Regions from separate parts of the Mus musculus genome. Here region 1 is linked to region 2. The links are chromatin contacts, called in public promoter capture Hi-C maps. All regions are on one chromosome and are shown on one strand. Each heading gives the region's core, a stretch centred on a gene start, on an enhancer-like site or on the middle of the called end of the contact. The rest is flanking DNA. Distances are from core to core; before and after follow the strand shown. Region 1 holds the start of Plin1 (perilipin 1). Region 2 holds the start of E430016F16Rik (RIKEN cDNA E430016F16 gene).

Region 1 (4,542 bases), core at 1,301-3,800, 1.0 Mb before region 2:
TGTCCTCTTTTTGTCTCTTTGCACGCGACTACTTGACAAACCGCAACCAACCGCAACCAACCTCAACCAACAGCATCCAAGAATGAAGCAAATCATAGTCCCCGGCTGTTAAGCAGCCTCATATCCTCCAAACCTGGGATTGAAACGAAAACATATTCCCACACTATTTCTGTGTTCTTTAAAGAAACCAACATTGTCAGCTACAGGGCAGCACAGGGCAGCACACCAACAGTTGTGCATCACTGCTGAGCACTGACACAGCACACGTCTCAGTGCCCTGCTTGGCTTGGGGACCCACCTGTCCACAGAGTGGTCAAGACCTCTGCTCTCCTGGAGAGGAGTAGCATGAGATAGCTCCTCTGCCCATCCCCCTGTGGTGTTGGCGAACCGCCTCTCACCCTCGCCCTTAGGATCTGCCTGGCGCTTTCCCTTGTCACCTTTCACCCACATCCTAGAATCCGTACAGAAGCAGCCAAAGGACCGGCTTTGTCAGCAGAGCTTTCAGGCACAGAGCCCTATATCCTCTCTGGCCCAAAGCCACTGCCTGGGAAGGCAGGCTGCCCTTTAGCCTGGGCTGTGTCCAGATGCAAGTCTCCCAGATTACTCGTCCTGAACCTTGAAGCAAAGGCAGAGGCCACTTTACACGCTCCCCTCCTTCCCCACTGCTGTCTTACAGCCCAAAGGCTCAGACCAAGATTAATAAGTATCAAATGCATGACATATTCATTACCTCTTCTGGAAGCTCCTTGTTCCACACCCCTCCCTTTCCTGGCATCTTGTTCCCTGTTTTATTATACTGAAGATAAAATTTACTACCAAGGATCTATCGGTAGCCTTTCTCACATCCTTATTGTTTATTGCATTTATGCATTTATTTGGGGTGTGTGTGCGTGTGTGTGCGTGTGTGTGTGTGTGTGTGTGTGTGTGTGTGTGTGTGTGTGTATGTGTGTATTCGTGTGCACTTGGACACACCCGCACTTATACACATGCTCAAATGTCACAGCATGCATATGGAGGTCAAAGGACATCTTGCCAGTGTCAATTCTCTCCTTCAATTCTTTGGGACCCAGGGATTGAACTTTGCAGCCAGGCTTGGTGGCAATCACCTTGACCTGCTGAGCCATTTTGGTGACCCTACTCAGTGCCTCTCCATCCTGTTACCCATACTAACAACTTAGTAGACTCAACAACATCAACTCTGGTGAATAGGGACTAACCGTGCTGCCGTCCTCTCGTTCACTGTGATTACGAGGCCCTTTCTAGTTGGTCTAAAGACACAGCTTGGCACCACAGTGCTCCATCAACATTAATCAGAAACTAAAGTTTGAGTTTGGGCTTGAGTTCCTGTTGAGGAAGGAATAGCAACGGATAATTCTTGGCTGTCTGGGTGCTGTTGGTTGGCAAAACCAACCAACCAGCCAACCAGCCAACCAGCAACCAACCAACCAACCAACAACCAACCAACCAAACCAGCTGTCAACACCTTTACTTGTCCAGACATAAGTGAACAAAACCAAATAGTTCTCCTCCTTCTTGTTCTGGTGGCATCTCAGGCTAAGTAAAGTTCCCTCCCTCCCTCCCTCCCTCCCTCCCTCCCTCCCTCCCTCCCTCCCTCTCTCCCTCCCTCCCTCCCTCCCTCCCTCCCTCCCTCCCTCTCTCCCTCCCTCCCTCCCTCCCTCCCTCTCTCTCTCTCCCTCCCTCCCTCTTTCCTTTCCTCAGTACTGAAGATCAAACCAGGGCTTTCCACATGCCAGGTCAGAAAGCACTCTGGCATGGAGCTCCACCCCCAGCCCCTAGCTTTATGAGACACGAGCTTGCTATTTAGCTCAGGCTACCCTCAAACTGTCAATTCCATCTCAGCCTCCTGAGTTCTGGGATTACTGGCACGTGCCACAACAGCCAGCTTCAAAATGTTTTCTTTAACCCTGGGGGTTTACAGAGGATGAGACATCTCCTGCGGAGCCTGGTTACTAAGAGCTCAACTCTTACTGCTCTATCTAGTCTTTTTTTTTTTTTTTTTTTTTTTTTTTTTTTTGCAGGTAATTGATCTTGATAGCTATAGACTAACACATGAAGGTGAACCCTATCCCTGTGTGGGTTTGAATCATGCTGCTCAATAGTCATCCTTGCTAGCAAACAAGAAAGGATGGAATAATGTTTGAATATTGTTCCATAGAAACTTCTCAGGAAAGGGACCAGAGATTATAGGATGACATGTAACTTTGAGTTTAGAAGTTTAATGGCACACATTGCAGTGGCTTCTTTATGGAAAGCAATTTCTGTCCATTGAAAGCCAGAAATATTCTGGAACTTCTCTGGGCTCTGACAAATGAGTCCTTCAGCTCTGAGAACCACCTCTTTATTGCCTAAACATCCCCCATAGAAGTTAGGGTGAGCCCAGGGGACACCCTGGGTCAGACAGCTAAGGCAATGGGCCGGCCCAGCTTTCTCTTCCTCTTTGCCCTCCTCTAGCTGGGAGGTCTGAGAGGCATTGCCCAAGATTCCCTGGAGTGGCTGCAAGTGTTTCTGAGGAGGAGACCTTCCACAGCTGGGCTGTCTGAGACTGAGGTGGCGGTCTGCTGCAGTGAGTGTGGGGTCCTTGGGCGTCTGCCTTACCTAGCTGCTTTCTCGGTGTTACAGGCAAGGAGCTGGGAGAAAGAGCACCTGGGGGAAATGACCAAGGGGTGCAGAGATCTGCAGGGGGACCCCTGAGGAGAAGAATGAGAGACCAGGGGCACAGAGGGACCGGTGGCTTACCCATAAGACAGCTCTCTGAGAGAAGGCTTAACCTTGCTGGCAAGGTGAAGAAAAGACTAAGCTCTACCTAACACTCATTCTTTAGTCTCTTTCAGTCACAGATTTTTTCCTAAACCATTTCTCTCATCTCATTATCTTTATCTAATTGCCTACATTAATTTTTCTTGAGCAATTTAAAAAAACCATCAATTTTGAACAGATTATGCGGAGCTCATTTTGAGCAGACCAGGAAACTTCTTGTGTTGGGACCCCAAGGAACAATCTCTCCTATGTAACATTCGCCCTCCAACCTAGGCCAGCTGTGCTCCCAGATGGCTAGATGGTGGCCTTGAGAGGGAGGGAGGGAGGGAGGGAGGGAGCCTGTGAAAGACAAGCCTGCGGGCTTCTGATAGATCTGGGATTCTGCTTTGCAGCGTGGAGAGTAAGGATGTCAATGAACAAGGGCCCAACCCTGCTGGATGGAGACCTCCCTGTAAGTGACATGGGCTCGTGTGAGGTGGGAAATGGGCCACCAAGGGGGTGGGGGGGTGAGCAGAGAGGAAGAGTCAGGAGACTTCAAGCAAGATGTCTACCTTAGGTTCTGAACTCACTGTCTCTGTCCTTGCCACCTTTCACAGGGGTTTTGGGGGAAGGGGCGAGATAGCTATAGAGGTCTAAGAACCGTGGAGAGAAGGATAGGAATGCCGGCTGGGGCCTCGGGAGAGACAGAGGGAAAGAAGCCACCTGGTCCTAAACCCAGAAGCACAAGCTCACCACCCAGAAGGATGCGCGCGTCCTACAGAGCCCACGCATTCTGTGGCTTTGGCTTCAGCCCCTGATCCTCTTCTGCCGCACACAGCCTGTGCTGCCATGTGCGGGAATGAATTAGGAGTTTAGTCTGTTCGGGGTTTAGCTCTGGCCCAGTTCTCGCCACGATTTTGAGTAATTCTGATACTTTTACGTGTCCTTGACATCTTTTGCCAGGGCCTCTCTGATTTGGACCCAGTTCAGAGAGTGAACTTCAGGCGTATGACCCTGGAGGAGAGGACACTCATTCCAAAGTAGGCTTTAACTAAGCTCTGCACTAAGGGCGACTGTCTTCCTTTGTACTAAGTCATGAGAAAGGGGTCAATGGAGCACAAAAAACGCTAAACCTTCTAACCAACCATTAGTGGCTTCTTCCATTTCCAGACGGTTAAAGAGGGTGTTTCCTCTTGTAGTCAGAATGCCTTTCTCCCTCTGATATCTGACTCACTTGCAGGATGGAAAGCTAAAATCCGTGTGGCCTGCTCTGTCCTGGAGCCCAGGCAGGTCTATTTGATGGCTCTGTTAACTCAGCCTCCCGCAAGCAGAGCCCGACTCAGGGAGCAGCCCCAGCAAGTTACAGTGCCGATTAAGAGAGCTCTAGGCATCTACCCTGGATCCTTACAGCTTCCCACCCCATGACGAGCATCACTCTCTCACTCACAGACTGGGCCTTTTCTACTTTCTGAAATCTAATTGTGCAAGTGCTGTACAAAGCAAAATGTTTTGATAAGAGTATGGAGGCATCTGAGTAAGAAGAGATGGCCCCACTACACCCCACAGGCCGAGGCTCACCGGACCACCAACTTAAACACGGAGTGTCATATTTTAAGAAAGGCCATGCCTAGCCGGGCGTGGTGGTGCACGCCTTTAATCCCAGCACTTGGGAGGCAGAGGCAGGTGGATTTCTGAGTTCGAGGCCAGCCTGGCCTACAAAGTGAGTTCCAGGACAGCCAGGGCTACACAGAGAAACCCTGTCTCGAAAAAAAACAAAAAACAAAA
Region 2 (4,601 bases), core at 107-2,606:
GCTTCCTTCACATGATAGGGTCTTCACTGTGACTCCCAGGGTCACACGGGGCTTGGAGAGAGTTCTTCCTGAGGTTGGATCTGGAGAATATAGTAACTGTATCCCACAGAGATGGCTTCGGTCCGTTTTGCTTTTTGAGTTCTTAAGTCTGCTTTTTATAGTTTGCTGTCTCTTTCTGTGCTCTCAGGCTGTCAACTGTCACTTCCTGCAGCTGTCAGCCTGGCTTTCTCTTTCTTGAGACTCACCACTATCGGCATCTTCCCCGCCCCCAGTGCGCACACACACACACACACACACACACACACACACACACACACAGAGGGAGATTCCATTCTGATTCAGGATTACTTAGAGTCAGTGGGCTTGACTCATCCAATCTGTAAAGCAGCCACCCCCTAACCTGAGAGCAGCCCCTGATCTGGTGACATCAGCTTCACCTGGGAACTCCTTAGAGATGCCCATTCCTCCGGTCCTGTTCCAGACTTGCCTAATCAGAATCACTGGAGTGGGGTGGGAAGGGTAGAACAAGCAATCTGTATTTACCAAGCTGTCTGGTGATTTAGGTGTCTCTCAGTTGGAGAAATAGCCCATAGGAAAGGGAAATAAGGTCCGAGGGAAGGCTTACGGCGCTGCACGTGGTTCAGAGAATCAGTCTATGTTCTGTGTCCAATCTAGAGACTTCTGTGTCTTTCTGGGTTCTGGGCTGTGTTCAGTGCTATTGGACAGTTTCAGGATAGCTGAATTGTAGGAAGGTGTGATGTTGTGCATGTGTGTCAGCCTAGTACATACAGAGAATGAGTAAAGGATAGAGAGAGAAAAGCCAGGCTCTGCAGAGAGGCTTGTCTTAGCTCCTAGAATCTTCCGTGTGTGGCTTAGCCTCAGAATCCTGGTTGCAATCCACCAGCTCAGAGTCCTACCAGTCTTCAGGTAGAAGGAGGAGCTCCTGGGTTTCGCCTGTGAATAGTGTGCCTAAGGCTCAGACCAAGTGTCAGGAACACTCTGAGAGTTACCAGCTGGTGGAGACTCTGCCAGAGACTCTCCACGCGGAATTTTTCAGGCGGACAGCTGGGATATGTGTGGGAGCCTCAGAGATGCATGGATTTGGGTTTGTAAACACAGGCCTGTTAAATTTAGGGCGGGCCTCGGGCCTAGGAGAGCTCCGTAGCATCATTTGGCAACTGTTGCCCATATTGAGTGGTTTAAAAACCCTGCTTATTCCTTATATAGTAGGAGGCCTGTTTTAGCACAGCTTGTCATCAGAGGGGAGGGTCTTGGCACAGGAGTTGAACACCCACTGTGTGCCAGGTGCTCTGCATAAACCATGCCGTTTTGACTGCTGCGTATTCAGGGGCTGAGGCTTATCAGCTCTGCTTACTGAGAGCAAAGGTCTAGACCTAAGAAATCTCAGTCATGGTGTTGGATGTGCCTCAAGGATGGATGCAAGAGGACCACCTCCTGTGTAGTGGAGAAGGGCAACCGGCAGATGGCATGTAGTGGTAAGGATCCTCTGTCCATAGTGAGAACCCGATACCATCCATAGAAGCCGGGCCAAAGAACTGGCCAAACTGCCTAGTTTCCTTGTGTTACTGCTTGTCAGAAAAAGACATCTGGAGTATGATCCCACAGGATGCTCTTCAAATTCAAGGCTTTGCTGGACAAATCACTTTGGGAATTGTCATAAAGCTTTATTCTCCCCTTGGAGATTGTGAGTTACTTGTGGTAAGCAGGGTTAACCAGCCAAGCAGACAGAGATGATCACTATAAAGAGATGCTGGGAACTGGCTTTGTGGTGGTGCGGGCTGGCAGGGAAAGGTTGACGTCCCAAGGGCAGGCTGCACCTCTCTGCCTGCATCAAGGGCGATGCTGTCTGTGAGTGGGACCCTTCCACCCACCTTTGTGGGGAGACTTCCACTCTACTGTTAGGGCCTTTGGAGCCACTGAGTCCAGTCAACCCAGGTATCCTTTACTCAAAACTAGCTTATTGTAGAATTAACTACACCTATCAAATTTTCCTGGAAACACCTAGGGAAGCATTTGACATTGGCATCTAAGATTGATCACTACAATTATGGTTTAGACCTTAGATATACCCCGAAGGCTTGTTGAAGGCTTTGTGGCAGTGTTTGGAGCTAGTAGAGTCTTTAGTGTGGAGCTCTGTAGAAAGGCATCAGGTTCATAGGGTTCTGCCCATGAAAGTGTGATTGGTATCTCAGTCCCTTTCTTTTCATCTCTGCTTACTGGCTGCCACCGGTGAGCAGCCTCCTCTGCCCTGATGATTTCTGTGCCACAGGCCTGAAGCAAGTGAACTGAGCCACTGTGGACTGAAACCTCAGAATGCATGCATGCATTGAAACACTCTTGTACATTGAGTGCCTCAGGTATTTAGACACAGTGAGACAGAGATGACTGGCCAGTAGAATACCAGATGTAGCACAGAAGTCTTCTCCAAAAAGACATCTTGATTTTGGTGAATCTCTTCCCTCCTAAAGTTGCCCTGCCTGCTCTCCCATTTTACAAACCCGTAACAGAACAGCCATGTGTGCCAGAGTTCCACACAGCGCTTAGGAGATTGCTGGCCTGAGCTTCCTGGCCCTACCTCAACCCGAGACCCTGGAAGAGCTCAGACGCTAAACAATTCAGTCTTTGGTGATTCAGGGACATAGTTTGCCAACCTCAATCCCATTGGTATCTTAGCCAGCTAATTCTGTGTCATAGGGCTCACCCTGTGTACTGTGGGATATTTAGCAGGATTCCTGGTCTTGGTCTGATGGATGACAGCAGTACTCCTTCCTCCCCAGCTATGACAATCCATAATGTCAAACATCTTCCGACAAGTGAAATGTTCCCTGCTGAAAAGCACTAGTGCAGAGGAAGACATTGTGGAATAGCATAGAGGTCCAGGGAGCCCGGCAACCTGAGTTTGAACTGTACCTCTCACATTTAACTGTGTCCTACCGTGTTCTGGACAACTTGGAGCAGTCCAGCCTGGGTTGACTAGCTCTGTGCGGGGAATGACTTTACTTTCATGAGGCCCCATTTTCCACCTCTCCAAAATGATGATCATGATAGGATTTATCAAGTTATTGAGGGATTCATTGGAGTAGAGTATTTAGGCTGCCTGGCTCTCAACAATTATTCTGCATGTGTTTGTCCTTTAGCCTTCTGACAAGGAGGCCCAGTCTCTTGTCTGAATTCTCCTGGGCATCCTGGGATAATGGAATTGCAAGACCATCATCTGGTCTATATTCTAAGTAAGAAGACAAATTCATCTTGGGGTTTGAGGCTCCAGGGCTTCAGACTGGTAACAGTCCCCCACTCGGAGTGCAGATGCCCATGACCCCAAGTTTACAGAGGAACTTCAAGAATGTCCAGAGCTCAGCAGCCTCAGACTCCCTTCCAGGCCACTCCACAGGTTGCTCCATGGCTCCTTCCCACAGGCCACAGATTTATGAATGGTGCACACTGTGTCCTTGCCAGGAGGTTTATTAATGGGCTTTCATACAGCACTTTAGGTTGGTGAGCTCTCCTTGCTCCTTCGGTTCCTGGCCGGATGCAGGGAGATACATCACATCAGCAAAATCTTCCTCTTGATTTGCCAGAGGGGGTGATTAAGACACCATCTATTGGGGATAGACTCTCAGCCCACTCTCCTCCTCCTTTGGCCATCTCTTGGCCACTAACAAATTCCATGGAGGCAGCATATAGCCCATAGCCATCCTCTGCAGGTAAGACGGCCACCTTATTGCCAGTCATGGGGATGCAGAGCATACTAACTTCAGGTCAGAAGTTTTGGGTTCTGGGCATCTACCTACTAGGCAGATAACTCGGGAGAGTTGCTGGGCCTCTCAGAGTTTCAGTTTCTTCATCTGGAGTCACAGCCATCTCCTAGCATGGGTGGGAATATTTCCTGAGTGTTTTAGTTGTGCAAAACCTTGTCCAGGATTAGTGTATCCTCTTTATGGAGGAAGCATGCACAGCAAGGGTGGGGTTTGAGTTACTCAGACACCTCAGAGTGTAGCAGCTTTGGAGGGGCTCTGAACCATTCTTCAAAAGATGCCATTTTTTCCATTTGGGGGAACACAAAAAGAACTTCCATGCAGTCTCTCATACCTGATGAGTCACCTGTGCCTGGTACCTGCAAAGGGCAGGGTCCCTCTGAAGAATGAAGGACAAGCCCCGAGGGATGAAGTACCTCTGTCCTCAGGTGTTGTGCAGAAGTTACCTTCCAACTTTCCATCTTGGGGGGAAACTTCTTTTTTTTTTTATTACGTATTTTCCTCAATTACATTTCCAATGCTATCCCAAAAGTCCCCCCCACCCTCCCCCCACTCCCTCCCCCCCACTCCCCCTTTTTGGCCCTGGCGTTCCCCTGTACTGGGGCATATAAAGTTTGCGTGTCCAATGGGCCTCTCTTTCCAGTGATGGCTGACTAGGCCATCTTTTGATACATATGCAGCTAGAGTCAAGAGCTCCGGGGTACTGGTTAGTTCATAATGTTGTTGCACCTACAGGGTTGCAGATCTCTTTAGCTCCTTGGATACTTTCTGTAGCTCCTCCATTGGGGGCCCTGTGATCCATCCAATAGTTGACTGTGAGCATCC

What was found. Promoter capture Hi-C pulls out the DNA fragments that hold promoters and counts their contacts.
Region 1: a contact with region 2 is called in a promoter capture Hi-C map of the HPC-7 cell line, with 3 times the contacts expected there. The contact joins the promoter of Plin1 here to the promoter of E430016F16Rik in region 2. A contact is called at or near these places in 2 of 39 promoter capture datasets (the HPC-7 cell line and hippocampal neurons).

What each region holds. Positions count from the first base shown.
Region 1 is chr7:79,730,784-79,735,325 of GRCm38.p6, reverse strand. Plin1 (perilipin 1) reads left to right here and starts at 2,550. Exons shown (of 9, transcript NM_001113471.1): 1 at 2,550-2,584; 2 at 3,171-3,229. The coding sequence starts at 3,185.
Region 2 is chr7:78,714,975-78,719,575 of GRCm38.p6, reverse strand. It overlaps E430016F16Rik (RIKEN cDNA E430016F16 gene), which reads left to right and starts at 1,356. Exons shown (of 11, transcript NR_015542.2): 1 at 1,356-1,496.